Regions from separate parts of the Mus musculus genome. Here all the other regions are linked to region 1. The links are chromatin contacts, called in public HiChIP or PLAC-seq and promoter capture Hi-C maps. All regions are on one chromosome and are shown on one strand. Each heading gives the region's core, a stretch centred on a gene start, on an enhancer-like site or on the middle of the called end of the contact. The rest is flanking DNA. Distances are from core to core; before and after follow the strand shown.

The links. Promoter capture Hi-C pulls out the DNA fragments that hold promoters and counts their contacts. HiChIP or PLAC-seq counts read pairs in DNA pulled down with a chosen protein or histone mark.
Region 2: a promoter capture Hi-C map of pre-B cells shows a contact between it and region 1. The contact joins the promoter of Efna2 here to the promoter of Atp8b3 in region 1. A contact is called at or near these places in 2 of 39 promoter capture datasets (liver and pre-B cells), 2 of 484 Hi-C or Micro-C datasets (B cells and CD4 T cells) and 1 of 9 other capture datasets (embryonic stem cells).
Region 3: a contact with region 1 is called in a promoter capture Hi-C map of liver, with 2.7 times the contacts expected there. The contact joins the promoter of Lmnb2 here to the promoter of Atp8b3 in region 1. A contact is called at or near these places in 5 of 39 promoter capture datasets (the C10 cell line, cranial neural crest, liver and 1 more) and 2 of 115 datasets of contacts at active chromatin or transcription factors (bone marrow-derived macrophages and pancreatic cancer cells).
Region 4: a contact with region 1 is called in an H3K27ac HiChIP or PLAC-seq map of double positive thymocytes, with 5 read pairs. The contact joins the promoter of Tmprss9 here to the promoter of Atp8b3 in region 1. A contact is called at or near these places in 4 of 39 promoter capture datasets (the C10 cell line, cranial neural crest, liver and 1 more), 1 of 484 Hi-C or Micro-C datasets (CD4 T cells), 2 of 115 datasets of contacts at active chromatin or transcription factors (double positive thymocytes and pancreatic cancer cells) and 2 of 9 other capture datasets (adipose tissue and liver).
Region 5: a contact with region 1 is called in a promoter capture Hi-C map of pre-B cells, with 5 times the contacts expected there. The contact joins the promoter of Ndufs7 here to the promoter of Atp8b3 in region 1. A contact is called at or near these places in 3 of 39 promoter capture datasets (liver and pre-B cells), 1 of 484 Hi-C or Micro-C datasets (the N1E-115 cell line) and 1 of 115 datasets of contacts at active chromatin or transcription factors (pancreatic cancer cells).
Region 6: a contact with region 1 is called in a promoter capture Hi-C map of neural stem cells. The contact joins the enhancer-like site here to the promoter of Atp8b3 in region 1. A contact is called at or near these places in 3 of 39 promoter capture datasets (liver, neural stem cells and pre-B cells).
Region 7: a promoter capture Hi-C map of pre-B cells shows a contact between it and region 1, with 4 times the contacts expected there. The contact joins the promoter of Pwwp3a here to the promoter of Atp8b3 in region 1. A contact is called at or near these places in 3 of 39 promoter capture datasets (liver and pre-B cells) and 1 of 115 datasets of contacts at active chromatin or transcription factors (large pre-B cells).

Annotation. Positions count from the first base shown.
Region 1 is chr10:80,537,304-80,540,950 of GRCm38.p6, reverse strand. It overlaps Atp8b3 (ATPase, class I, type 8B, member 3), which reads left to right and starts at 1,827. Exons shown (of 28, transcript NM_026094.3): 1 at 1,827-1,935. Rexo1 (REX1, RNA exonuclease 1) reads left to right here. Exons shown (of 15, transcript NM_025852.3): 15 at 1-25.
Region 2 is chr10:80,177,334-80,181,057 of GRCm38.p6, reverse strand. It overlaps Efna2 (ephrin A2), which reads right to left and starts at 1,576. Exons shown (of 4, transcript NM_007909.3): 1 at 1,168-1,576. The coding sequence starts at 1,295.
Region 3 is chr10:80,916,215-80,920,150 of GRCm38.p6, reverse strand. It overlaps Lmnb2 (lamin B2), which reads left to right and starts at 1,906. Exons shown (of 12, transcript NM_010722.5): 1 at 1,906-2,187. The coding sequence starts at 1,933.
Region 4 is chr10:80,877,208-80,881,297 of GRCm38.p6, reverse strand. Tmprss9 (transmembrane protease, serine 9) reads right to left here and starts at 1,482. Exons shown (of 18, transcript NM_001081688.2): 1 at 1,335-1,482. The coding sequence starts at 1,482.
Region 5 is chr10:80,247,781-80,251,373 of GRCm38.p6, reverse strand. Ndufs7 (NADH:ubiquinone oxidoreductase core subunit S7) reads right to left here and starts at 1,925. Exons shown (of 8, transcript NM_029272.4): 1 at 1,883-1,925. The coding sequence starts at 1,898. n-TFgaa3 (a tRNA gene) reads left to right here and starts at 2,338; the gene lies at 2,338-2,410. It overlaps n-TNgtt7 (a tRNA gene), which reads right to left and starts at 2,215; the gene lies at 2,142-2,215.
Region 6 is chr10:80,207,214-80,211,369 of GRCm38.p6, reverse strand. No RefSeq gene overlaps it. Among named protein-coding and RNA genes, the nearest start is that of Pwwp3a, 17 kb to the left of the region's middle. Within about 2 kb of position 2,364, at least 42 of the 459 cell types and tissues checked have an H3K27ac peak or open chromatin away from gene starts, as enhancers often do. A contact at or near this core is called in neural stem cells, where this site is marked.
Region 7 is chr10:80,224,236-80,228,205 of GRCm38.p6, reverse strand. It overlaps Pwwp3a (PWWP domain containing 3A, DNA repair factor), which reads right to left and starts at 1,608. Exons shown (of 14, transcript NM_023431.5): 1 at 1,502-1,608.

The sequences.
Region 1 (3,647 bases), core at 578-3,077:
AAAAACAAATAAATGGTGCTAATGTATTCACAAAGCCCAGGTCTGTCCTGGGAGCTTTAGTGTGTGTCTCTGCCTATCTACTGTCCAGTTCGTGTCAGAAGAGCAGCCAACAAAGACCTTAGCTAACCCTGGCTCTGCCCTGAAAGCCAGAGGCCTGCACTCGAGGGAGCCCTCTCCACTGTGATTACCCCCATCCTCTATAAGTCAGGGTAGGGGATCTCCCCAAAAAAGGCCATCATAAAGATGTGATCAGATGCTCACCGAAAGCTGAGTGAACCGAGTAGCTATTTCCTCAACATGCTCCAGGGACTCAAAGCTTCCAGAGTTTGCTATTCTGGTGGAGGCTTGGTCCTGAGTGCCGTCCTTATCCCAGCCACCAGTTCATTCATTTTATGCCAGCATACACTGGGAGACAGGAGGTGGACATAACCACTGAGGGCTAGGTTAGAGGCAGGGCTGACTACAGCCTCTTCAGGGTGTACCGTGGCCAGCATCCCTGGCATACATCCACTGTACACAGGTATCAACATAGCCCATCAGTGCCTTGTGGGCTCCCTTTCCCACTTAGGCATGACAGATACAGACCTGGCTCAACCGTGCTCACTGGTGTGCAACCTTCCCACTCCTAATCCCCAATTCAGCAATGTTTAGTTGGGCTGGAGTATACTGTGCTTAGTGTGCTTGGAAGATGCTCTTCCCAAATGCAGGAGATGTAGCTCAGTGAGAGGCTGCTGTCATTATATAGGGTGGAGGATTAATCTGCATTCCCCTACATAATAAAGCTTGAGACCAGTTTGAACTTAACTCCTGCCCTGCAGAATGAAGCTCAGACCCACCTTTTCTGAGCCTGTCCCTGATACCCCAGCCATGCCCTAGTCTCTGCCTCCCTCCCTGGATCATGACTTGACCCTTTTCTTCTTTTCTCCTCCTCCTCCTCCTCCTCCTCCTCCTCCTCCTCCTCCTCCTCCTCCTCCTCCTCCTCCTCCTCCTCCTTTTGGTTTTTCAAGACAGAGTTTCTCTGTGTAGCCCTGGCTGTTCTGGAACTCACTCTGTAGACCAGGCCTGCCTCTGTCTCTGCCTCCCAAGTACTGGGATTAAAGGCATGTGTCACCACTGCCTGGCTTGACCCTTTTCTGTTCTACGGCTGGCCTTATCTTGGCCTTGCCCGCAGAGATTCCAGATGCCAGACCCCTGCCTTTCCTCCCTGACCTCTTCCCAAGGCTTTCCTGTCCTTTCTAGTTTACCCAAACCCCCTCCCTCCTTCCTTCCTTCCTGGCCCTTGACTCATGCCTCCGCCCACAAAGCATTGTCCCATCCTTGAGATGTAATACCACGCTCACCAGGAATAGACTCCCCTGGAAGCCTGGTCTCCGCTTTTTTTTTTTTTTTTTTTGAGACAGGGTTTCTCTGTATAGCTGTCCTGGCTGTCCTGGAACTCACTTTGTAGACCAGGCTGGCCTCGAACTCAGAAATCCACCTGCCTCTGCCTCCCGAGTGCTGGGATTAAAGGCGTATGCCACTACGCCTGGCTGTACAATTAATTCTTGCTCCACCCATAAGCCTGGTTTGTAGCACAAGGTTGGCTCTGCCAAGCTCCTAAAACACGACTCCGCCCACGAGACCTGACCACACCCCGAAGACTCAGCCACGCCCACAACTCCAGGCTCTACCCTTACCCTCTGTGCCATTCAACTAGGCCCCACCTTCTCCAGGCCCCGCCCCTGTCGCCTGGTCCTATCCTTCTCCTGCCCTTAAGCTGCAGGCCTTAAGGCTCTGGTAGGCCCCGCCCCCTTCGCAATGCCCCGCCCCACGAGCCCGCGCCACCCGTTTCAGACCCGTTGGCACCAGGCTAACAGCTCCACAACATCGGCGGCCCTGGACGCCGCTGGCGGCCCGCCCTAGGCAGCCAGGCCCCACCAAGCCCGGCCCTCGCAGGTGAGCACCGATGCTCACGAGTTGTGCATCCTTGGGCGCCACTGTGACCTCTCTGTGCTCTAGGGGTCTTGGGCCCGGATGCCAGCACTTGAGACAGGAGATGGTGCCCCCTTGAGGTTCATAAAACCAGACACCGAGGTGGAGCTTACCTACAGGACAGTTTGGTGACCACTAGAGTTCACTAGGGCTGTGCGTCATGGCCGCTGGGGAATACTGCTAATGGGGTGTCTGGTGAGTGGGCAGGAACACTTTGGAACAGGAAGATTTTGGAAACTTTGAAAAACATTGGAAAGGAAGACTGAGTGCAGTAGCAATTCTCAACCTGGGGAGGGTCAAACGACCCTTTCACAGGGGCCACCTAAGACGATCTGAAAAAAACAGATATTTGCATTATGCTTCATGACAGTAGCAAAATTAGTCATGGAATAACAACAAAACCAATTTTGTCGTTGGGGTCCCCACAATATGAGGAACTTATTAAAGGGTCATAGCATTAGGAAGGTTAAGAACCCCTGGACTAGAGTGTTCCCTAGAATCAAGATCTCTTCACACATCCTTCCCACACCCTCTCCAGCCTCAGTTTTCCTCACGTGATAATCAGGGAAAAGCCCAATACCCAGAGCTGGTGCTGAGCCAGGAGGAGGTGGGGCCCCAAGATGCCCTGGGGAAACACATGACTCAGACACCAGGACTCCTTGTCCTGGGGGAAATGTGGGTTCAGCAGACATTAAGACAGTGAAAGCTCTAGAAGAGAGGTGACCAGAGGCAAGATGGGGGACACCCCAGCTGCTCAGGAAGCCCCCAGGAGGCGCATGATTCCCACGGGCCGGTCTGGGAAGTACAGAGTGAAATTTGGAGGGTGAGGAAGAAATCCACCAGGCAGGGTGGTGACAGTGGGGGGCATATGGGTAAACTGGGGGACCGATGGGGTGAGTGCTCAGGTGGTGGTTGAAGATCTGCCCCCCGGGAAGGGAGCAGGGAGGACCCATGTCACCAGGTATAGGGCTGTCTTAAGTTACCAGACCCAGCCAGGAGTGAGAGCACAGGTCTGTCATCCTAGCTCCTCCAGGAGGCTGGAGCAGAATTATGGGTGTAAGAGCAGCAGAGTGAGACCCTGTCACTACACTTAGCAATCCCAAGGCCAGATCTTTTTGTCTCCCTCCTCCTCCTCCTCCTCCTCCTCCTCCTCCTCCTCCTCCTCCTCCTCTTCCTCCTCTTCCTCCTCCTCCTCCTCCTCTTCTTCCTCCTCCTCCTTTGAGACAGGCTTTTGCTATGTAGGGCAGAGTGTCCTTGAACTCACAGCAACCCACTGACTTGGTGTACCAAGGGCAGGGATTAAAGGGATCTGGTGTGGTGCCAACACACCAGATCTATCTTAACATGGCTCCATGCTCATAATATACGCAAGCCGTGAGCTGTCACATATACAACCCCTCAGCTCCGTGGGGTCAGTCAGCAAACATGGACTGAGCATGTGTGGGGTGTGGGGTGGGCCTTGCAGGAGCAGGTGGAACAGGAGGGGCATGGAGGAGACTGGACGGGCCAGCCACAGCTTCCTCACTAGGGCTCGAGGCTACAGCATCTCAGAGGTGGGGTTCCTTGCCTCAGGTGACCAGCTATAGATGGGGGATGTAATGCTGGGTCCTGCAAGTCCAGAGAGCAGTTCTGAGGTAGACATGAGAAGGTGAGATATGCATGTATGATAGATAGAT
Region 2 (3,724 bases), core at 327-2,826, 360 kb after region 1:
CATGTGACCAGTGTAGCTGGCGGGCCGTGGGGGTAGGGGGCCCACTGAGCGATGGTCCTGCCAGGTTGCTGAGAGGACCTGGGGTCCCTGCCCTCAGCCCAAAGGAGCTGACCTCACAGCTCTGCCTTGATGGTAGGGGACAGAGAGCTCCCACTCCCACCGAGAGACACTGTTGGCCCTTGTGCCACAGCTTGCCTCAAAGACCACCTTTTTTTTGCAACTTTCTGTTGATGGATCAAGAGGGCAGCTTGGCTGATCCATCAACTAAGTTCCTCACTGGCCAGCCTCGGACACATGGGGACTCTCGATCTATACTGCACCCAAGCCTTGGAACCCCAAAGCCTATCTCCCAAGACACCCTCCAGCATGCCCCCACTTCTGAGACCCTTCTGACCCGGAAGGTTCTATGCTTTCCAGAATGTGGTCAGTGGCTGTAAACTTTTTACTCAGCCTGTAACAGTGGCTTCTGCTGTGTCCCCTGACTGTACCCAGTGCCTGGCAGGGTCTGACCCATGGGGTGCCACCAAACAGACAGGCAGGACCCGGTGCCTTGCTGGGTGTGGCAGGCTGGGTACCACCAGGGTCTCCAGCCCTAGCACCAGTTCTCTGGGCATGACCTTGAGGCAGCCCCTCCTGGCTCCTGCACCTCAGTTTCCCCCCGCAGCTACAAAGGTGGAAAACGATAAGCCTAGGCTGCACCCCTCAAACTGACCTCCGTCGCTTTGGTGCCTGGTCCCCTCTGTTCCTCTAAAGTGTCTGGGGGATTGGAGCACCCCTTGGAGTGAACGAGTGAACATAGGGGTAGAAAGGGGATTTTGTAACTTCCCCAAGTTCATCTGGAGAACCAAAGACAGGACTCTCAGAACCTTCTCAAAAGAGCCAAGTCCGGGGATTCCTTGGGTGGAAGGGAAGTCCCCAGGGATATTTGCCAAACCCTCAGCCCTCCAGGGTGCTCCCTCCTCCAAGAGGCCAGGGGTTCAAGGGTGTCCCCCAAGCAAGTACAGAGAAGGAACTCCTGAGTCTGAGGGTGCAGAGGGCTTCCCCCAAAGTCCAGGAGCTCTTGGGGGAATACTAGGCACCCCCGAAGTTCAGGAGGAGGTCCGTGCGCTGCAATCCCCAGGGCTGGGGCCTCTTGGGGTCCCCGGGGGTTCCCCCAATCAAGCTCACCTGGGGTTGCTACGGTTCCAGTAGACTGCGTATCGGTCAGCGTTGGCCCGGGCCGGGTCCTCGTTGCGCGCACGCAGCGGCAGCAGCAGCAGCAGCAGCGGCAGCAGCGGGCGCTGCGCGGGCGCCATGGCCCCGGTGCTGCCGCCGCGCTCGCTCCCTCGCTCTCCAGCCGCCGCCTGGCCCCGCCGTCTCCGCCTCCGCCTCCGCCGCCGAGCGGGCGGAGCGCCGCGCGCGCTTGGAGATCTGCCGCCCCGCCTCTGCGCGCGGCCCCCGCCGTAGACCGCGGGCGCCGAGAAACCAGGCGGCGGCGGCGGCGGCGGCGGCGGCGGCGACGGCGGCGCGGGGCAGAGGCCCGAGCGGTGCACTGCGCAAGGCGCTCTCCCGGGTTCCCCGGGCGCGGGGGCTCCCCTCGCCTTTGTCCCCGCTGGAGCGTCTTGGAGGGTCGCGGGCGCCCCCTCCCGCCGCGCCCCGGACCCTCCAAGCCTCTGCCCGGGCCCCGCCCCGGCCAGACTCGCGCAGACTCTGCCGCGGATCCCCAGGGTCCCGCCCTAGCCTCCCGCATCGGGAAGGGGACCCCAGAGCGCTGAGCTTGTGCGGGGGTGGGGGGGCTTTGTGGCCCCACCCTGGGTAGGTTGTAGCGAAGTGCTTGTTTGCGCCGCGCCTGGCATCTCAGTACTTAGGAGGCTGAGGCAGGAGGATTGACGCGAGTTCCAGGCCATCCTAGGCTACAGTGTCAGATCAGATCTGATAAAACAAAGAAGTCGTAGGCCAGTTGTGGTGGTGCACACCTGCCCTCCCAGCATTCGGGAGGCTGAGGCAGAAGGATCAGACATTCAAGGTCATCCTCGGCTACATAGAGGGTTCTAGGCCAACCTGGGCTACATGAAACCGCAGCAGAAAAGAACTAAAGTTCCAAGTCACCCTTTCCTAGCTTTCCATCCTCCTCGACTGTACATCCTTGAGGCCTCTGGGAGTCACTTCAGGAACTCTGGGAATCACCCCAATTCCTGGCAGGTGAAAGGACACTCGCTCGCTTGCTCGCTCAGGGAGGGCTTTCCCTACAACACCTAGATCAGAGCTGTGTGAACCAGATGGGTTTGCTGGCTTGTTTTTCACTTGCTGGGTCCTGTGCTTGGTGTTGGGGACCACAGAGCAGTTGGATTCTAAAATGTCCTTCTGTGTGCGGACTGGGAAAAGCTAAAGCTGGCCAGTGTTATTATTACCTGGGACCAAAAAGGCCAGGGTGGCACTGTAGAAATTAGATATGTGGCCTTCTGTGACAAGTTCCCCACATGCCACACACATAAACATGTGTTCACTTGTGCTTGTGTGTACACACACACACACACACACACACACTGGGTGGGCACAGATGTGAAATCTTTACCCAGACCTGGAAGTGCTCTGTCCCCACTCTCCACTGAAATATGTCTCTCCTCTTTGTAGGCCCGGCTTTACTTGGGGACCTGAACTTGGCTGTCAAGGGTATTCTGGGATTTCCAGGTCAAGCCCTGGTGGCACCCACAGGACACAGGGCCACATGTCTAAGCATTCTGCCCATAAAGGTGAATGTTGGGGAGCTGCCCTGTCTGGGACATGAGCACCCCCTTTGCAATGGGGAGGGCAACCAAGAGGGTAGTCTCATCTACTAGACTGTATCTGTTAGGTTCTCAATCACCAGGGCCAGTCACAAGGACACCTAGCAAGGAGGCCACATCACCAGGCCTCATTTGCATGCTGGGGCCACCGAGTTGAGAGCTGCCTGCCGCCAGTGGATTTGAGCAGAAAGCTTTGCCTTCTGTTCTTGTCTGTTGTCTCAAGGTCAGATCCAGAGTGAGGACAGGAACAAAGGCGGCTGTCCCCCACTCTACCTCCCAAGCCTGCCTGTCGCTCCTGAGGACACACAGATGAGGGGAGAGCAGGGCCTCAGAAGGCCTTTTGTTCCAGGGAGCCCTGCCTGGCCACCATAGTGACAGGGAGCCTAGGAAGTCCCATGCCCTCCGCAGGCATCCTGCCTCAGACCATGAGGCCAGTGGTCACTGGAAATAAGACCCTGCCTTGGAGATAGTCAGAGGTCAGGGGCCTACCATGGAGACAAGCATCAATGAAGGTCAGGAGTTACCAGGGTCAAAGGTGGCTTCAGATCCATCAGGTGAGATCTGTTATGGGATATCTGGGTCCTTCAACCATCTGCTGGGGCTGTGTGCTCAGGCCATTGCTCACCCTATGATTCAAACCCACACTGACGGTCTTCAGTGGCCCTGGGCCAACCCTGTCTCCAGGCTTCACTCATCAACCCTGGTTGGTCACCCATGCCCCACCCATGCCACTCTGGTACACAGGGCAAAGCCTCAGGCTCCTGATCTCAGTGTCTGGTGACTCTACAGCCATCAAAGGCCACATTGCCAGGCAGGAGGCTAAAATTATGCCGAGAGAAATTTCTCATTACAGAATAAATTGTACCAAATTGCCCGCCTGAGCTGAGACAGGGCTGGGCAGTTGGGAGTTGGGGGTGGGTTATGGATCCCACAAGTGCCCCCCTTCTAGCTTGCCACCT
Region 3 (3,936 bases), core at 657-3,156, 380 kb before region 1:
GTCTAGCTGTCCCCGGACTTTCCTGTCTCTGCTCCCCGTCTCCCCACAGGAGTGCTGACATTACATGCAGGTGCTCTACCACATCCAGCTTCATGTTGGCCTATGTGATTTGGATTGGGTGGGTCTTCTTGCTTGCCCAGGTCTCCATTTTGTTTGTTTGTTTTCTGAGACAGAGCCTCATATAGCCCATATTCCCTCACACCCTTTGTCTTAGTTAGGGTTTTACTGCTGTGAACAGACACCATGACCAAGGCAACTCTTTTTTTTTTTTTTTATCTTACGTATGTGAATATACTGTTGCAGTCTTCAGACACACCAGAAGGGAGTATTGGATCCCATTACAGATGGTAGTGAGCCACCATGTGGTTGCTGGGATTTGAACTCAGGACCTCCGAGTTAAGAGCAGTCAGTGCTCTTAACCACCGAGCCATCTCTCCAGCCCCAAGTCAACTCTTATAAGGACATTTAATTGGGTCTGGCTTACAGATTCAGAGGTTCAGTCCATTATCATTAAGGCAGGAAGCATGGCACCGTCCAGGCAGGCATGGTGCAGGCAGAGCTGAGAGTTCTACATCTTCATCTGAAGGCTGCTAGTGGAAGACTGACTTCGAGGTAGCTAGGGTGAGGGTCTTAGCCCACACCCTCAGTGCCACACCTGCTCCAGCAGGGCCACACCTTCTAATAGTGCCACACACTGGGCCGAGCATATACAAACCATCACACCCTCTGTGTCACGGAGGTTGCCCTTGAGTTCCTGATTCTCTTACCTCCATCTGCCTGGTGCTGAGGTGAGAGCAGGGGGCTCATCCACGGTGCTGGGATAGAAGCCAGGACCTCAGTCAGGCAAACACTCTACACATTGACTCACATTGGTAGCCCTGTGTTTCTGCTATGTTATCCTCAAACTCACCATCCTCCTGCCAGTGCTGGGAAGACAGTAGTGGACATTTGCCTTGTGGCGGCTCTTTTAAAAATTACATTTGTTTACTATGTTCCTGTGTGTGGACACTTTAGCAGAACTTGGCTACTTTGTGGGTTCTTCTTTCTTCCACCCTTTTCTACCCTCTTTCCATCCTTTCAACCCTTAACACTAGATAGGAGGGGGGAAAGGACAGAGAGAAGAGGGGGTGACATTATTGTTAGGCTATTTCCTGTTGATTGGGGGCATTGAGTTCCTTGGAGCAAGTTTGATTTTGCTGTCAGGCTATCTAATTTCTTCTTGTTGTTGTTTCTTCTTTGCACACGACTAGTTAACAAACCGTTACCAACAGAGACCAACCAAAGCCCGTCTTGGGGCCATAACATTTGTATATCTTCTGAAAAGTGTCCATAATTCCTAAGGTCACAATCGCAGAAACTATGTGCAACTGACAAAACCGTGCCTCTGCTAGAGCACGAAGCAAATCATAGTCAGCTGCTGCAGACTATCTGAAGCAGCCCCATATGTGACACCTCTAATTAAAACAAAAACACAAACTCACATATTTCTGTGTTTTTCGAAGAACCCAATTGGAGTCCAGGAGACAATTGTGTGCATTGCTTGTCTTCTCGTATGTAGGGTTCAGCGATCCAAATTCGACCATCAGTTTTGGCAGCAGGTGCCTTTCTACCCTCTGAGGCATCTCACCCACCCTTGCTGTCTTTTTGTTCGATTTGTTCTGCATTTGTTTAATTTATTAATTGATTTCTGTGTGTGCGCTTATGTGGCTTCATGTGTGCATCTGTACACATGTAGAAATCAGAACGCCTCCTCCACCCGCAATCAGGGTAACTGCCAAACCCCGGGTTTTACTGGAAAGCTGGAAACTACATCTCCTGGCATGCCTCGCAAGCTGCCCTGTGGACTACGGCTCCCTGCGTGCTCCGCGCCAAGGAGACTACAAATTCCGGCGCGCTGCGGGCGGCGGCGCCATCTTCCGCGGCGCGGATTGAATGAGCGCGCCGCATTCGGGCAACCGAGGTGATTCTCCCGCCGCCGCCACCTCCGCCATGGCGTCTCTGCCGCCCCACGCGGGGCCCGCCACGCCGCTGTCGCCCACGCGTCTGTCTCGGCTGCAGGAGAAGGAGGAGCTCCGTGAGCTCAACGACCGCCTGGCACACTACATCGACCGTGTCCGCGCGCTGGAGCTGGAGAATGATAGGTTGCTGCTCCGGATCTCCGAGAAGGAGGAGGTGACCACTCGCGAGGTACGTGGGTCGGCACCGGGGACGCGGGGAGCTTGATCCTGGTGATAGGTGAAATGAGCGGAGTCCTGCCCACCCGGGATCCCGGAGACGGTGCATAGAACTAGCTAAGCCCAGCCCACAGGGGACCCGGGGGCTGGTGCACAGCTAGCTGAGTCTTGTTCACTGGGGACTCTGGGGCTGGAATATAAGGGCTAAATACTGCCTACCGGGGACCTCAGTACAGATGCATAACGCTGAAGCCCAGTCCACCGGGGACCCCCAGGGGCAGATGCCGACAGCTAAGTTTTGCTCACCAGGACACCCCAGGGTTGGGTGATAGGCCTGAGCCCTGCCCACCATAGACCCCAGGGACGATTGCAGAGCGCTGAGCGCCGCCCAAGGGGAGGGGAGACACATCTCTTACAGGTGCAAACCGCTAAGCCCCACCCACTGGGGGGACCAGGAACTGGTGCAGGCAGGTAAGTCCCGCCTACCAAAAACCCTAACACAGGTTAAAGTCTGGACGGGGAAGGGGACTAGTGCAGATGGGTCCAAATCCCTCCCATGGGAGGGACTTTAGGGACAAGTGACAGGTGTAAACAATGTTAGTCCCCGCCCCCGAAGCCCCACCCACCCGGGCGCTCTTGAGACAGGTGCTGATGAAGCTAACCTGTGCTCACATGGGGACCCTAAAGGAGACGTGTAGACTGAGGTAAAACTTCAATAAAGCCGGGTCCTAAGGACCTAAGCTTAGCTGAGTGGGATCAGGATGGCTTGTGTGTGTGTGTGTGTGTGTGTGTGTGTGTGTGTGTGTGTGTATGGGTGTGTGTGTGTGTGTGTGGGTGTGTGTGTATGGGTGTGTGTGTGTATGGGTGTGTGTGTGTATGGGTGTGTGTGTATGTGTTTGTGCATGTGGAAGCCAGAGGTCACCTTTGGGTGTTTCCCTCAGTGGTGGCGCACGCTTTTAATCCCAGCACTTGGGAGGCAGAGGCAGGTGGATTTCTGAGTTCGAGGCCAGCATGGTCTACAGAGTGAGTTCCAGGACAGCCAGGGCTACACAGAGAAACCCTGTCTCAAGGACCTTGGGGGACACTTCACATTCCATGAATAGGCAGGAAAGCCCTGCCCACCCAGGGTCATAGGTTTAAAGGACCCTGCCTGATTCCTAAGACACCCCAGAGGTAATGTGCTGAGACTGAGCAAGTCTCCCCAGTTAGGGGCCCATGAGACCCTAGGGGACCCTAAGGAAGTGCTGTCTGGAGGCTGTCCTGGGGAGCTTTGAGGGTCTCTGAGGGAGGAATACCAAGCCTGGCAGACCCAAACCCCTGAGGACCCCAGTGAGGGGTGCTGGGAACCCCTGAGGGAGAGCACCACTCTAGGCAAGACCATCCTTATTCGAGCTGTGGAGATTTGGGGCCCCTGAGGAGAGGTGTTGATCCAGTGTTGATCCCCTTCAGAGGACTCGTGGACTTTTGGGTACCCAGTGTGTAAGGGCGCATTCGGCACAGCCCTGGGAGACCCAGGTGAGAAGGCCATTTGGGGGCTCTCCTGACACTCAGGTTCTAGGGTTTGAGATTGTGAGGGTAATGATTTGGGTGTCACCAATGGACAAGGATAGGAGCTGGGCAGTCTCCACCCACTGTAGGGTCCATGGACATCTTGGGGTACTTCTGCTGAAGGCTTCCAAGGGAAGAGTCCAACAATGAGTGTGTGACTCCTCAGGGACCGGCACAGAGTGGGCCACAGCTTGTTGTGGGACAGGGTGGTTTC
Region 4 (4,090 bases), core at 233-2,732, 340 kb before region 1:
TATTATGAATACAGCATTCTTCCTGCATTATAGAAGGTTTGAGCCATCATGTGGGGGCTAGGAATTGAACTCAAGACCTCTGAAAGTGCAGTGATCTTACCCTCTGAGCCATCTCTTAGCCCCAGAAATAAAATTTAAAAAACAAAATCTGCCAGACAGTGGTGGTACACGCCTTTAATCCCAGCCCCTAGGGGGCAGAGGTACACAGATCTCTGAGTTGGAGGCTAGCCTGATCTACAGAGCAAGTTTCAGGACAGTCAGAGCTACACAGAGAAACTGTCTCAAAAAAACAAAAAACAAAACAAAACAAAACAATAAAACCACCACCAACAACAACAACAAAAAACAAAATAACACAACAGAAGCAAACGGATAGTGTGTGGGTGCTGAGTCTTAGCCATCCGTCGGGATGGATTTGTGGATTCATGGGTAGAGGGATCATCCCAATGGGCTGTATCGCTCAGTGGGTAGAGCACTCCCTGCAGGCATTGGCCCTGGGTGGTGGCATGGTGGTGCACATCTCTAGTCCCAGCACTTCGGAGAATGAGACAGAGACCATGAGTTTAAAGTTATCCTTAGCAGTGAGAGTTTGAGGCTAGCACGGGCTACGTCAGACCCTTCTCTTTCTCAAAAACCAGGAAAATCCCTCAAAAATGATCGCAAAGGTTTGTGTGCCACTTGGACTGACAGGAAACCCTCAAAGGGGTAGAGCACGAGGGGAGATGAGAATGCTACTGCACGTGACAGGCACAGCCACTAGGGGGCAGCATTCAGCCACATCAGACTGCAGTAACCTAGCCCGTCCAGAAAAGCTTAATACATATTAGTACAGTTGGGGACTGTAGGACAATTATCAATGTATTCTGTTATCTTTTATCAATACAGGGTTTCTCTGTGCAGCTCTGGCTGTCCTAGACTTTATCTGTAGACCAGGTTGGCCTCAAACTCACAGAGATCAAAGGGTGTATGCCACAACTGCCTGGCCAATTAAATTTTTTCCACACAAGTTCCCCAGTTTGTACCCATTATCACTGTATCACCATGCTAACAGGCATGAGCCCAGCCTCTCCTAAGCCACACCCCTGTAGTCCTGCCTGACCCTCCTGCTGCCTTAAGCTGTCAAAACTGACATATCTGTTCCCTCCCCATTCGACCACAGGACTGCCCGCCCACCCGCTCCTTCTTGTCATTGCAAACACTTCCTGCATACCCAGCATATTCTTGGACCCCAGAGCCTGTCCTTGCCACTGCTGGATCTGGCTGGAAGGTCAGCCCTTTGACACTTGGGATGTCCTTTTGCATCCGAGGACCCAGGCCTTCTTCCTGCCACTTACCTGAAAGGACTCCCAGGGTCACGATGGCCATGCTGATGCCCACCACTGCGATGACAGCCGTTCGACAAGGGCCAGGGTCTGGAGCAGATACAGAGACAGCCTTTGTCACCTCTGGCACAAGTTGTAAGTCTGGTGCAGTGGGCTCCATGGCTCGGCAAAGGTAAGCTCCAGCTAGACACCTGCAAGAGAAAAAGAACAAAAAATGGACAAAGGATTTATCTGACATTCAGCCACACTTGGCCCTGGACTCCTGATCAACTGACTCCACTTCCAGAGTGCAGGGGTGACAGGCATGCACCCAGCATTCCCTGACACCCATGTGGACCCAAGTGCACCCTTTGCTAATCCTGGTATCCCAAGGCTGAGGCCAAGCCAATTTGTCCCATCCTTAAGGAGACTTGATCTGCCTGAAATGGCCACTCAGACCCTTGTGACCGCCATGCACAGCAGAGGGGACAGGTCAGTGGCCCCACTATGACATCACTTAAGCTACAGAGATTCTGGGTGAGACGCAACCATATCCCCAAATCATCACTGAAGTGAGAGACAGGAGCCATGCTGCAGCTCTGACCAGTGAGCTCTCGGCCTCGGGCTGCAGGGGAGACCTCCGTGACAGTCCACATACACACAGATGTACACACAGATGCACACACAGGCGACCACACACATGCAAACACACCCACACACATTCATGCACACATATGCATACACACATGCGCACACATACATATACGTGCACATACACACATGCATGCACACATGTGGATATGTGTGTGCATAACACATATACACATGCACATGTGTGTGTGCACACAGGCATGCACACACGAGCACACACGCATTACTGTGCTCACACACACCCCTTGCTCATCCCTTCCCTGAGGACTTGCTCTTAGTGAGTGCTAAGCATGCCATGCCATTCAGCCCTTCCCACAGTAATTACTGCAGAGCTGCCTTGCCCACAGACACAGAGCCCTGAAAAGGGGCTGATGCAACTCTGTGAACCTCGGGAGACCTGAGCTGGGGAGACCAGGCTACCAAGAACTGCTTCACCAGAACCAAGCATGGTAGCACACACCTGTCATCCCAGCATCCAGGAAGCTGAGGCAGGGGGATTTCTATGAGTTCCAGGCAAGGCTGGACTGCCAAGTGAGACATTGTAGCCAAAAATGGGGAGGAGGTAGATGCAGGCCATGGAACACAGACTACTTCCTGGTCAGCTCTGATCCTCAACAGGGGACCAGGATCCTGGCTTTGGGAGACCAAGTCTACCCTGACACTTGGTCTGTAAGTAGGGTTTGTTGGGGGTAAACATGGCATACGTTCAGCACTTCTGTGCATTGGTGACACAGGGGCTGTCTAGCAGTGTCCTCTCAATGGAGGCACTTCCTCCTGAGGGAAGGCTCCCTGAGACTCACAGACTTCCTGAAACTCCCATGATTCATAATGGTAGGGAGAGGGGACTAAGTCAGGCATCAGGAAACCCCAAACTGCCTCTAAGTCACCCACACTCAGTGAACTCACAGGTTGCCTGAGCTCAGTCTATAGGATCAGTTCTGTGGTCTGAGGTCGGTGCCCTGTCTTCAGTGAAGTGGTGGCTGCACACATCTCCCCAGGAAACACTGAGTGAGCAGGTCGGGCACTGAAGGAGCTATGAGTATAAAATGGTAGCTTTCTCTGCCTGATGTGGAACACCAGCTAAGTTCTGAGCCTACAGCTGCTGCAAGGAACAAGGGATCCTCACAGAGCAGCGAGCAAAACGCCACTGAACAATGTGCGTGGACACCATATCTAAAGGTTGTTATAGAGCTGGGAGGTGGTGGCCCACACCACAGAGGCAGGCGGATCTCTGAGTTTGAGGCCAGCCTGGTCCTCTGGATGACAGAGAAACTCAGTCACAAAACAAACAAACAAAACAGGTGTTATTAGGGATGGACTGCAGAGACGGCTCAGCAGTTAGAACACTGGCTGCTCTTGCAGCTGCCCTGGTTCAGTTCCTGGCACCAACAACGACCTGTGACTCCAGTTCCAAGGGATCTGATGCCCTCCTTGGGCATCAGGCACACACATGGCACACAGGCATGTATGCAGGCAAAACACTCATACACATAAAAAAATAAATCTTAAAAATTAAAAAATAAATAAATAAATTGAAAAATTAAGACCAAGCCTAGAAAGGCTCAGTGGGTGAGGGAGCCTGGTGGCCTGAGTTTGACCCCTGAGACCCAAATGGCAGGAGATCCAGCTTCCATAAGTTGGCCTCTGACCACACAGCCTCAGTGGGACACTTCCCCATAAATACATACAAGTAAGTAAATATAGAACCAAAGAAAATAAAAATGTCAAAGCCAGGCATGGCGCCACACATCCTTAATCCTAGCACTTCAGAGGCAGAGGCAGGAGGATTGGAAGTTCTAAGTCATCCTCAGCTAGAAATTAAATTTGAAGCTAGCCTGGGCTACATGAGACCCTATCCCAAAATACAAAGCAATTTTAGAAAGGAAGGAAGGGAGAAAAGAAGGGAGGGAAGAAGGGAAGGGAGAGAGAGAGGGAGGGGGCCAGGGCCAGACTCCCAGGCACCAGAGGCTGAACACCAGAGGTGGTACAGAAGGTGACCTGAGGTCCAGGAGCCATGCAGCCTGCAGTCACCCCGCTGTGGGACACACCTAGCTTGTTTCCATCCAGAAAAACCCTGTGCTCACAGTGCCAGGAGCGCTATCGCTATCGATGGCCAAGCAAGGGAGGTCAGAGTACTG
Region 5 (3,593 bases), core at 676-3,175, 290 kb after region 1:
GACATGGGGATTATCCTGCCTCCCACACTCGGGGCTGGGCTGACGGTGGCTTTCCACACTCCTTCTTCTGCCTCAGCCCTCCTCACTGACTTCAGCCTTGCTCAGGGCTACTGCTTCCCAAGGTCACGACTGCTTAGACCAAAGACAGACTACTGCAGACTCTAGACTTTCTGACTGAGTGGCACACACCAGGCCTGATCTTCCCCATCTAAAAACTTAAGGCTTTGGATAAACTTTCAGCAAAGTAAATGCCCTACTAAGTGGCTGGAGGTGCCAGCAGCAGGTGTTTGTTTTAACTGGCATAGGGTCTCTTTGTGTTGCCTAAGCTGCTTCTGAACTCTGACCTCAGGAGAGCCTTCTGAGCAGCTAGGACTGCATGAAGCACAAGTCTGGCTCAGACCAGATTTCTGTGCTGTCATGCTGGGAATGAAATGTGGGGCCCTGAACACATTCAGTGAATGTTTTAACACTGGACCACATCTCCAGGCCTCCTCCTCTTCCTGCCTTTTAAAATGGTATTACTATGTATCCATGGCCGGCCTGGAACTCCCAGAAATCTTAGTGCCCTTCTTTTGAAGCAGGGATCCAGTATAGCCCAGGCTAGGCTCATCCTGCCTCAGCGTCCCAAGGGATGGGATCACAGCTGTACAGTACAATGCCTTACAGCAAACATCCTCCTTGTTGTCTCTAAGGTGTTAGTTTCTCCTTCAAATAGGACCACAGTAAGGTCTATTAACTGTCACCAGCAAGATCACAGCTGAGCCTGAGTGAATTCAGGCGCCAGCAGTCAACACCACGAATCACCAAGCCCTCCACTCTTCAAGGGGGCTACATCACAGCTGGGCTGGGTACAGTGGTGGGGTCTGTAACCCCAGCAATGAGAGACTGTAGCAGGAACATGAGTTTGATATGACTCTAGGCCACACAGGAAGACCCTATCTTTAAAAGAAAAAATAATGTTGGGTATAGTAGTAAGTCTGTCATCCTAGTATTTGGGGTCAGAGCCTGGAGGATCAGGAGTTCAAAGTCAGCCTCTTATACATGAGATCCTGTCTCCAAAGCAGGCATTTGGGGCTGGAGTTGTGTTGGCAGAGTCCCTGCCTGGCATGCACCAAGCTCTTAGTTCCATCCCTGGTGCTGTATAAATGGGCTTGACTGTGCACACCTGCCATCCCAGCATTAGCAGTGAAGGCATTCGGATGAAGCCTTCAAGATCACCCACAGTATAGAGTTTGAGCTAGGACCCATCAGACACTGTCTCAAAGCAACAACAAAACACAGAAGGAGTTAGACCCGACTTCCTGAGTTCTCCCACTCCTTATGTTAACACTGCAACCTGCTAGGCGATGGGAGGTTCCACTTAGCAACTGTCGCTCACGTCTACCAAACTGCACAGGTGTTTAATCCCTGTACATAAAGAGAAAGACACCAAAGCTTTGGCAGGGAAACTAAGACATCTGCTCTAGAGGCCCTTGCTAGCTGTCCAGGTTGGGGATGAGATGGAAAGAGCCACCGGGTGGGTGGCCTAAGTGTCCTGGGCCTCTCCCCTGTCCCACTCTGTGCTTCGGGGACATCAGCCGGGTTTCTGCAGTCAGCTTCCTGAGGTTGGAAGATACACAGGCCTCAGCGTTCCCGACTATAATCAGGGACGATAGCAGGAGGCCTGCAACTTGCTATGTAGACCATGCAGAACTGTGTAACGTGAATTCAAACATGCTTCGGCCTAATGCTAGACACCGACATTACCGAGGGCTGGGATCTGACCTATAGGTCTCTACGGTCCCAACGCCTCTCAACACTAGGCTTGGGCTCCAAGGTCCCCGCAGCGCCAGCTCGGAGCCCAGGACTACGCCACTCTCCCGACCGCAAGGGCTTCACTCACCCGCCAGCGCCGCCATCTTGGCCTCGGCCTTCAGACAACCTCTGCGGTCCGTCCTCCAAAGAGTTCCGGTTCTAGTCCAACGCCCAAATAGACACCAGCGGAAACCCGCACCACAAGCCGAGTGGTTCTGACCCGCTTTATACCTGTGGTCGCGTCCGCGCAGAGTGCGCCACGGTCGTCCTGTGACAAACAGGAAACAGCGACAAAATAAAGAACTTCCACTTTATTCAGTATTAGGGAATGAAAAAGTCGCTGTGGTCGTCCCTGGGTGGGCTCGAACCACCAACCTTTCGGTTAACAGCCGAACGCGCTAACCGATTGCGCCACAGAGACGACATTAGTCAGCTGCTTATAGTATAACCCTACAAGGTTTGACAGACAAATTGTGAAGTGCGCTTGCGCGCTAAAGCAATGGCACGGGGCGGAGGGAGGGTGTTACCGACAAACAGCGCGTCGCCGAAATAGCTCAGTTGGGAGAGCGTTAGACTGAAGATCTAAAGGTCCCTGGTTCGATCCCGGGTTTCGGCAAGTGTTTTTAACTCATTGATGAACCTGTCTTCCGTTTTTGAGATTTTTGATTCGTTTTGAACCACAGTCTTGAATTAGTCCAATCCAATGTTGAACTTTTACGTTCTATTTACATATTAGCAATCAGTCCTGCATTCTTCCAATTAATAGGTCTAAAGCCATTACTGACTATGAAATGTAAAAGTATCGGGGTGAATTGTTTACACACCTGTCAGACTAGCACCCCAGAGAAGCAGGAGGATGTGTACGAGGACAAGTTCTTCCTCTCAAAAAGCCAAAATTATTATTGTTGTTGGTAATGATGTTGTTAAGTAACTTTTTTTTTTTTTTCTTTTTTGGTTTTTCGAGACAGGGTTTCTCTGTATAGTCCTGGCTGTCCTGGAACTCACTCTGTAAACCAGGCTGGCCTTGAACTCAGAAATTCACCTGCCTCTGCCTCCCAAAGGTAACATTTTTTTAAAATGGCTCAGCAGAGCATTGGTTCCTCTTTCAAAAGAATGGGAATTCAATTCCCAGCATCCCATAACCTTCTAAAACTCCAATTCATGGGTCTCTGATGGCTCTTTTGATCTCTCCAGGCACCAGGCATGCATGCAGTCAAAACACCCACACATAAAATAATAAAGTAAAATGAATAAATGTAGGTGGTTAGTGAGCACTCTCTCCTATCACGCAGAAGACCCTGGTTCCACCTCGGCACCACATAAACAAGGCATGTGTGGCGTGCCTGTCATTCCAGCCCTGGGGAGGTTGAGGCAGGAGAGTTAGGAGTCCTTGGCTAGACAGCAAACTCAAGGCCAACCATGATAATGAGAATGATAAAGGTCTGAACTGGTTCAGTGGATAAAAGCAGTTGACTGCTGCTAGACCTGAGTTAGATCTCTAGATCCCACAAGGTGGCAGGAGAGAACTGGAGTCCGAAAGTTGTCCCAGGCATGGGTACCAATGGCTCATGCTGCACATTTGCATGAGCACACACACTCGCAGACACACACACACATGAGCACGCACACACACATTATCCCTGCCTCTTATTTCCAGAGCGCTTGGCTTGGCATTAAGGGATGGGAGGTGGCTGTCATTTGGTAGAAAGTCAGTAACGCCTGGGCAGGAGTCTCATTTTCCCCATTTGTAAACTGAATAGAATCATATACATGTAGCACTCTCTTCCACTAATTTCCAC
Region 6 (4,156 bases), core at 1,115-3,614, 330 kb after region 1:
GCCCCCAATGGAGGAGCTAGAGAAATTACCCAAGGAGCTAAAGGGAACTGCAACCCTATAGGTGGAACAACAATATGAACTAACCAGTACCCGGGAGCTCTTGTCTTTAGCTGCATATGTATCAAAAGATGGCCTAGTCAGCCATCACTGCAAAGAGAGGCCCATTGGACTTGCAAACTTTATATGCCCCAGTACAGGGGAACGCCAGGGCCAAAAAGGGGGAGTGGGTGGGTAGGGGATTGGGGGGTGGGTATGGGGGACCTTTGGGATAGCATTGAAAATGTAAACGAGGAAAATACCTAATAATAAAAAAAAGTTTGAAAAAAAAATTAAAATGCATAAATTTAAGGAGATAAAACCAGCAAGGTGATGCAGGCCTTTGATCCCAGCACTCTGGAGGTACAGGCAGGTGGATCTCTGAGTTCAAGGCCAGCCTGATGTAGAGAGGGAGTTTCAGGACAGACAGGGCTACACAGAGAAACCCTGTCTTGAAACCTAAAGAGAGAGCTGGCGAGATGGCTCAGCAGTTAAGAAGAGCACTGACTGCTCTTCCCAATGGTCCTGAGTTCAAATCCCAGCAACCACACTGTGGCTCACAACCATCTGTACAGCTACAGTATACTCATATACATGATAGATAAATAAATAAATAAATAAATAAATATTGTTTTAAAAAAGAAAGCCAAAGAGAGAGAAAAAGAAAATCACCTTTGGAGCCGTGGTGGCGCACGCCTTTAATCCCAGCACTCGGGAGGCAGAGGCAGGCGGATTTCTGAGTTCGAGGCCATCCTGGTCTACAAAGTGAGTTCCAGGACAGCCAGGGCTATACAGAGAAACCCTGTCTCAAAAAAACCAAAAAAAAAAAAAAAAAAAAAAAAGAGAGAGAAAAGAAAAAGAAAAGAAAAAGAAAAAAGAAAATCACCTTTGTCCAAACAGGTATCCAAAAGCTGCCTTCTATACCCCAGCCCCACCCCGATCCCCTCTCTCTTGCTCCTGCCATTGAGCAGGCCTGAGTGACAGTCTGGGGCTTGTGAGGTGAGTCCCAGATCCTTCTGTAGCCATGGATTACCATATATTACACTCCAGTCCAAATAGTCCATGCACGTGCCTGTCCCCCATGCTGACCTCAACTTCCTTTGGAAAACATTTTTATAGCAATTGACAGGTTTGAGTCCAGCTCCGTTTTGGGGAAACAGGTTCCCTGGTGTTGTGAAAAAAGCTCGCAGAACTCCCAGGGAGGTGGGAGCCCCTTCCTCCCCACCTGGCCTGCATGAGGCCAGCTGCCCACGAGTTATAAATCCCATGACCAGGACAGTCCTGGAAGTGGAGACAAGATGATCCAGAGTTCGAGATCATCACTGGGAATTAAGGACAACACAGGCTGTAGGAGTCGCTGTAACAGAAAGAGTATCAAGTGGGCAGGCAGAGGCACTCGTCCTTAATCCTGGCACTCGGGAGGCAGAGGCAGGCAGGTTTCTGAGTACAAGACCAGCCTGGTCTACAGAGTGAGTTCCAGGACAGCCAGGGCTACACAGAGAAACCCTGTCTCAAAAAAAACAACAAAAAAAAAAAAAAAGAAAGAAAGAGAGAGAGAAAGAGAGAGAGAGAGAAAGGAAAAGAAGGAAGAAGGAAGGAAGAAAGGAAGGAAGGAAGGAAGGACGACAAAATGTGAAGACTGAAGGAAGAAATAAGGGAGGGGAGAAGGCAGGGACAAGGTGAGGAGGCGGCAGGAACTGAGGTGTTCAGTGGGGCAGAGCACTTGACCACAAGCCTGGCAACCTGTGTTTGATCCCAGGGCCCACAGGATGGAAAAGGAAACTGGACTCCCATAAGGTGTCCTCTGACCGTAAATTAAAGTAATGCAAAATAGTAAGGCCGAGGGCATGGCAGCACACATCGTTCTCAACCTCACTGATGGCAGCCCTCCACCAGGACCAACAGTGCCCCCTGAGCTTTAACAGGGTCAAGGACAATTGCCATATCCCGTTGTCAGGTTCCATCACTGCTACACACACATTTGGGACTAGGATTCTCCCAGATTCCTAGCCACACAGTGCAGGTGGTGGGAAAATTGTTGCAGATATGAGCATACCAAACCCCACCGTCCCTTACAATCTGATCTGGCATGGCTCAGGCTGGGTGACATGACAGATGGGCCTCAGGGGCTGGGGGGAAGCAGCCTGGGCCTCCAGAGGCCTCCCGGAGCCAACAGGTATGGAATGCCCCTCACGAGTGGGTCATCCCAGTCGGTGCACCCCAGCAATTAGAGGATGAGCGACGGCTCATTGATTGCTGCCTGGGCGTCTCTGCGCGCGCTCCAGCGAGCCTCATCCGTCTCTCAGCCTGCGGCCTGATTATGCATTCGCTGTGGGAGAGGAGAGCTGGCTGCAAGCCTCCTGTTTTATTCATGGAATCGCGCTCCGCTCCCCGGAACCATTACCGGTTTTTAACACGGAGGCCTAGGCCTGCGTGTGCAGGGTGTGGAGTAGCGGTTCCCTGCGGTCCACACCGCAGAGGATGGAAACTTATGTAAACATCGTGTAGACCTGGGATCCTCGCACAGCATTAGGGTCTGATGTGGAACACAGGTCAAACCCTGGAAACCAACAAGGAGCTCCAAGTGAGCAGTAAGCTTCTTTAAAAAAAATATACATATATATGTGTGTGTGTGTGTGTGTGTGTGTGTGTGTGTGTGTGTGTGTGTATTTGGGAGGGTTGGTTTCTTGAGAATCAGGGTTCCTGGCTGTCCTAGAACTCTCTCTATAGAGCTGGCTGGCCTTGAACTCAGAGATACTTATGCTCCCCTCTGGAATACTGGGACTAAAGGCAACACTGTCCACCTCCGTTATGTTTTATATCAAAAGATGATGAGAGACAGCCCAGTGGTTAAAAACTCTTGCTGCTCTTGCAGAGAGTCCAAGTTCAGATCTCAGCAGTCACGGCTCTGCTAGCAACCACTTGTAACTCCAGCTTTGAGGGGTCTGACACCACCTATTGCCCTCCAGGGACACACACCCAAGCTCACGCATACACACATACAATAAATAAACAAACCGTTTTAAGATGTATATGACACATGCCTTGCTCTCTTCTGTATTTGGTAATGCCAATCTTCCCCTTGGCAAGTGTTGTGTCCCTTGCTCTTAACCACAGCGCTCTGGAGGCAGAGGAAGGAGATGATGAGGCCAGCCTGATCTACAGACTGAAACTCTGTCTCAAACAACAGCACAATGTCCTGGTAACAGCTCAGGATACTGTGGGGCCTGGACTCATTTCTTCTTGGGAAGGAAAGGGCCGGAGACCTTGCAGGAGCTGAGTAACTGAGGGCCATCCTCCCCTTTCCAAAAAGGCCACTAGCCTTCAGACACACATGGGTCAAGCGTGACAGCCCCCCTGCTGAGAGCTGTCACCCTGGCCTTGTGCAGTGGGCAGCTAGAAAGAAAGCGTACCCTACTGTCTCCCAATGGGGACACAAAGCCCCAACAAAGACAGCCTGCCTGGAGGAGGCTCAGCTCTAGTTTCCACGGCTGCCTGGGGGCAGACAGAGAACTACAGAGATGGAGATTGCAGAAAACTCGGGTCGACAGGCGACATTGTGCACCCAGCTTGAGAGACCGAGATGTCTGCAGCCGTGGCGGTCTGATTTGGGGGAGATCCAAATCAATAGAAAAACTCAAGGGGTCTTTTATAAGTCCCCATGTCCCCTTGGCCTACCCCAGGCCCTCCCTGGCTCCTGGGGCTGCTCTCCCAGCAGATGTCTACATGGAGACTTTTGGGGATAGTTTCCCAAAGCTAAACAGGGTCAGTCTGGGACCTGGAATCTCTGCCATCCCTAAAACTCACTTGGAAGAAAAAAAAAATCCCCAGCTGCCTTCTTTCTGTCCCTCAAATGGGACCAGAAAAGTCTTCAAGAAGAAGACATAGGTCCCAGAGTTCACACAATACACCTCACATCAAGCAGCTGGTGATGGACAGACAGAAAACACAACTAACCACACTGCCCCAGAAAACCAAAGCCTCCAACTGAGCGATATGCATATTCAAGTTTAAATGCCAACAGACCCCTGGGACTTTCAAATCAGACAAGAATTCAAGTTAACCCAGTGCAGCCCCACACACTGCAAGCTCAGGGTGCTGTCCTGAAAGCCCCCAAAGA
Region 7 (3,970 bases), core at 359-2,858, 310 kb after region 1:
GAGCCTGGTCTTGAGACGTTGGGCAAAGAGCCAAGTGACAGTCAAGTGCAGGGCCCTGGAATTTGAGGAAATGTCTTGTTTTCTGTAAATAAAATTTAACAGATCCCCTCTTTAAGGTTGCACGCAAACTATGCTGCAGCAGCAAAGCTCACAAGCCCTCCCTGCCTCGGGCCTGAAGGGTGGCTGCAGCACACACCACACTCCACATACCCCATTCCCTGGAAGGACAGGGACAGATGCAGGGTTCTGGCAGAAGCAGCCAGGGCTGTGAACAGAAATGGAAAGATGGGGGAAGGGGGACCAAAGCAGCAGGAAGGACGGCAGGAACAAGGGAACTACCAGCAGAAACAAGGGTTTATGTAGTAGAAGGGATCGTAGAAGCAGGAAAGGTTTTCCAGAGGGATTACAGGCAGCAGAGTTGGGGGAACAGGGTTCCCAGCAAGGATGGGAGTTCATTAAAGCAGGGTGGGGTTTCAGGAGATAACAAGGGCTCTGCAGCGTTATGGGAACTCAGACAACAAAAGATGAGGCTCAGGTAACAAGGACTGGGGTTTGGGCAGCAAATATGTCCATAGCAAAGAAAGAGGTTCAGGTAGGAGTCAGGTAAAAGAGGTGGGGTTTGCAGTAGGGAAACAAAGATGGGGTTCACAGAGGAACTGAGATTCAAGCTGCAGAAACTTGAGTTCAGCAGGAAATATAGGGTTTACAGCAATGAATGGGAGGTCAGGCTAGAGGGAGTTTGGGCGCGGAGACTGCGATTCTGACATGAAACTCAGAGTTCACAACAGGGATAAGGTTCGAGCAGCAAATTGGGGGCTTAGACTGCAGAGAGGGGGTCAAAGGGAAGAAATAAGGCAAGAAATCCAGAATTTTCAGCAAGGACATAAATTCAGGCTGCTGAGACAGGGTACCAAGCAGTAAATTCACGATTCAGGCGGCACGGGGTGTGTGTGTGTATGTGTGTAATGTTGGGTTGATACTGCAGAGGTCGAGGTATCCGGTCAATAAGGGGCCTCCAGCAGGAAACTCGGGGTCTTAGCAAGGACACGGGTTCAGGCTGCAAAAAAGGGGTATAAGGTAGGAAACTCGGGGCTCAGGTTGCAGAAGAGAGATATAAGGCCGGAAATACGGGGTTCAGGCTGCAGAAGATAGGGATCAGGCCGGAAATACGAGGCTCTCGGCAGGGATGGGGCTCAGGCTGCAGAGAAGGGGACTTAGGTCAGAAACACAGGGTTTGCACCAGGAAACGAGGTTCTCAGCCCCCCAGGGGCCTCGGCCGCACGTGGGCCCTGCGCAGAACCGGACGCGGCCCAGCTGGTCCAGCCCAGCCGCCGCCCTTCCCCAGGCTCTCCGCCTGCACCCCGCCCGGCCCTCCCCAGGCCGCAGCGGGCTCACCCACCCAGCCCGCCTGACGCGGCGTCCGAGCCTGAGCGACCAGGCCGCGGCGGTCCCAACGGCGGAAGCCCGCCCGCCAACCGCCGCCGCAAGCCCGCGCGCTCACCGCCTCCGCCGCCGCGCAGATCCCCGCGGGCTAGGGGCGGGGCCTGCCTCACAGCGGCGCCGAGTCCCGCCCGCGCCGCCGCCCAATGGGAACTGCGTACCTGCGCCTCGACCCCGCCCCCCAAGAGCGCGCCACCTCCTGCGGGCCACGCCTCAGCCCATCGGTCACGCCCTCCACCGCCTTCCCTCCTGCCCAACTTGTGGAGTGCGCGGCGAGGGCTCCCCCTGGGCCCGAGGCAGGGTAGACCGGGAGGCCCGCTCCAAGTCCCACCCCCCGCTGCTGGCCAATAAGAAGATGGAGCTCACATCATGGCCCCTCCCACAGACGGCGGCGGCCTCCCTAGACCACGCCTCAGCCCGTAGTCCACGCCCCAGTTTTCCTACATCCTGCAATGGTTCCTGAGACGGAAAGTGGGCCCTTTTTCCAGACAGATTTCCGCCTGCGAGCAGCTATGCGAAGACAGAGGGGGGTTGGGAAGGCGAAGGCCTCACGAGCTCCTCACAGACTTCTAGTACCTTCCAGCTTCCGAAGTAACCCGATTCCCACCCCAGAAGGAAGTTATCCCACCTATGTGGGAAAAAAAAAAAGCCATCCAGTGAGGATGCCCAAGTCCTGAAGTGGAAAATAGAATGTGAGATGGCCTCATACCTAGGTCCCCAAGCATAGTCAGCGACTGGGAGGGAGGGGGGCTGCATCCAGGACCTGTATCCATGGACTTTTCTAGAACTGGAAGTTTCCAGTTTGGCTGCCGACAAATGTTTTTGTTTTTGTTTTTTTGAGACAGGATCTTTCTGTATAGCTGTGGCTGTCCTGGTACTCACTTTGTAGAGACCAGGCTGGCCTCAAACTCTACCTGCCTCTGCCTGCCAAATGCTGGGATTAAAGGCGTGTGCCACCACTGCAGGTGAGGTTCACACTCAAATTCTTAACTAAGGCAGTTAGGCTGCTCACCTGAGCAATGTCACTGACCTGGTCTCTCATGACTGTTTTTCCTTTTTAAAATGGTTTACTTATTCCCATTTCATGCGCATTGGCGTTTGCCTGCATGCATGTCTGTGTGAAGCCATCAGATCTTGGAGTACTACAGGAAGTTGTGAGGGGCCACGTGGGTGCTGGGATTTGAACCTCCATCCTCTGGAAGAGCCATCTCTCCAACCTAAGTGTTTTTCTACTGTGCTTATTACAGATGGAGAACAAGTGTTGTTGTTGGCCACAGAGGTGAGATGACGGGCCTGCACCCTGGGTGTCATTAGGATGGTGGCTTGTGCCACAAGTGACATGGGGTCAGGAATCCCAGGCCCAGAAGCTTAGATGGCAGTACTAGGGTCTCCTGACAGCACTGGCCAAAGTGGGCAGTGTGTGTGTGTTCTAGGCCACTGATTCTCAGGTAATTCTCTTGAAGTGAGGATTGTCACATTGTCACCACCAAGCATTACTGGTCTGCATAAGCTTGGAGGTTATGCGTGGTGGAGGGGATGTGGGTGAGTGGGTGGTGTGAGCGTGTCCGTGGGATGCATGGGATGGCCAGGTCTCTCAGCAAGGTTGGTTCTATAGGTTCACAATTGAAGCAGAAGCAGTGAGCAAAAGATGGTAATGTAAGGAATTAGTTAAACCCAGTCACCAGTTAACCAACCCATTCATCAGTTTAGCCGTTTACTAATCAACCCATCCATTTAGTAACCTCTTCATGGTTTAACCAACTTGCCAGTTGATCCATTCATTACTAACTCACTTACCCATGAACCAGTTAACTTGGTCCCTGTTTAACCCACTCACTATGAACTCTCTTCTTCCTCAGCTTCAGTGAACAGATGTGCCAGGGTCGGGCACCCAGGAACAGAGGCCTTGACCCCCATTGCTAGTGCATTTTCCCATGTCTTTTCCTGTTGGGGGTCCTCTGAGATTCCATGACAAGTGACTGTCCTGTCCATTATGCACTGAATATCCTACATCAGGGCTAAACTGTAAAACTTGAGCAGGGACACAGTGAGGGCAATGCGGTTCCTCCTAAGGTCCCCTCACGACCTAACTGGGGTCTTGGATGTTGGGAATACCAGTGCTATGCTACCTTAATTCAGAGGAGATTGTGATGTTCCAATGTAATCTTTCAGAACATCCACAATTGGAAGTTCCCTGGACTAGCAGTACGTGTAGACTTCAGTCTTAGATTGAGTTCACTGCTACATGCAGTGCATCTCTCAGCTCTCAGCAGTGAACAAAGAGAAAGAGTCTGGGGAGAAGGCTCAGGAGCTAGAGTGCTAGCCATGCAAACTCAAGGACCTGAGTTCGATCCCAGGAATCCATAACAAAAACCCAGGTGTAATGATGCATGCCTCTAATCCTGTCTCTGGATGCCTGGAGTTTAGGCTCATATGCACAGACAGGCACGTGCATGCGTGCACACACACACACACACACAGGTAGAGCTGTGGTTAACAGTGCAGACTGATGCTCTTGCAGGAGATCTGA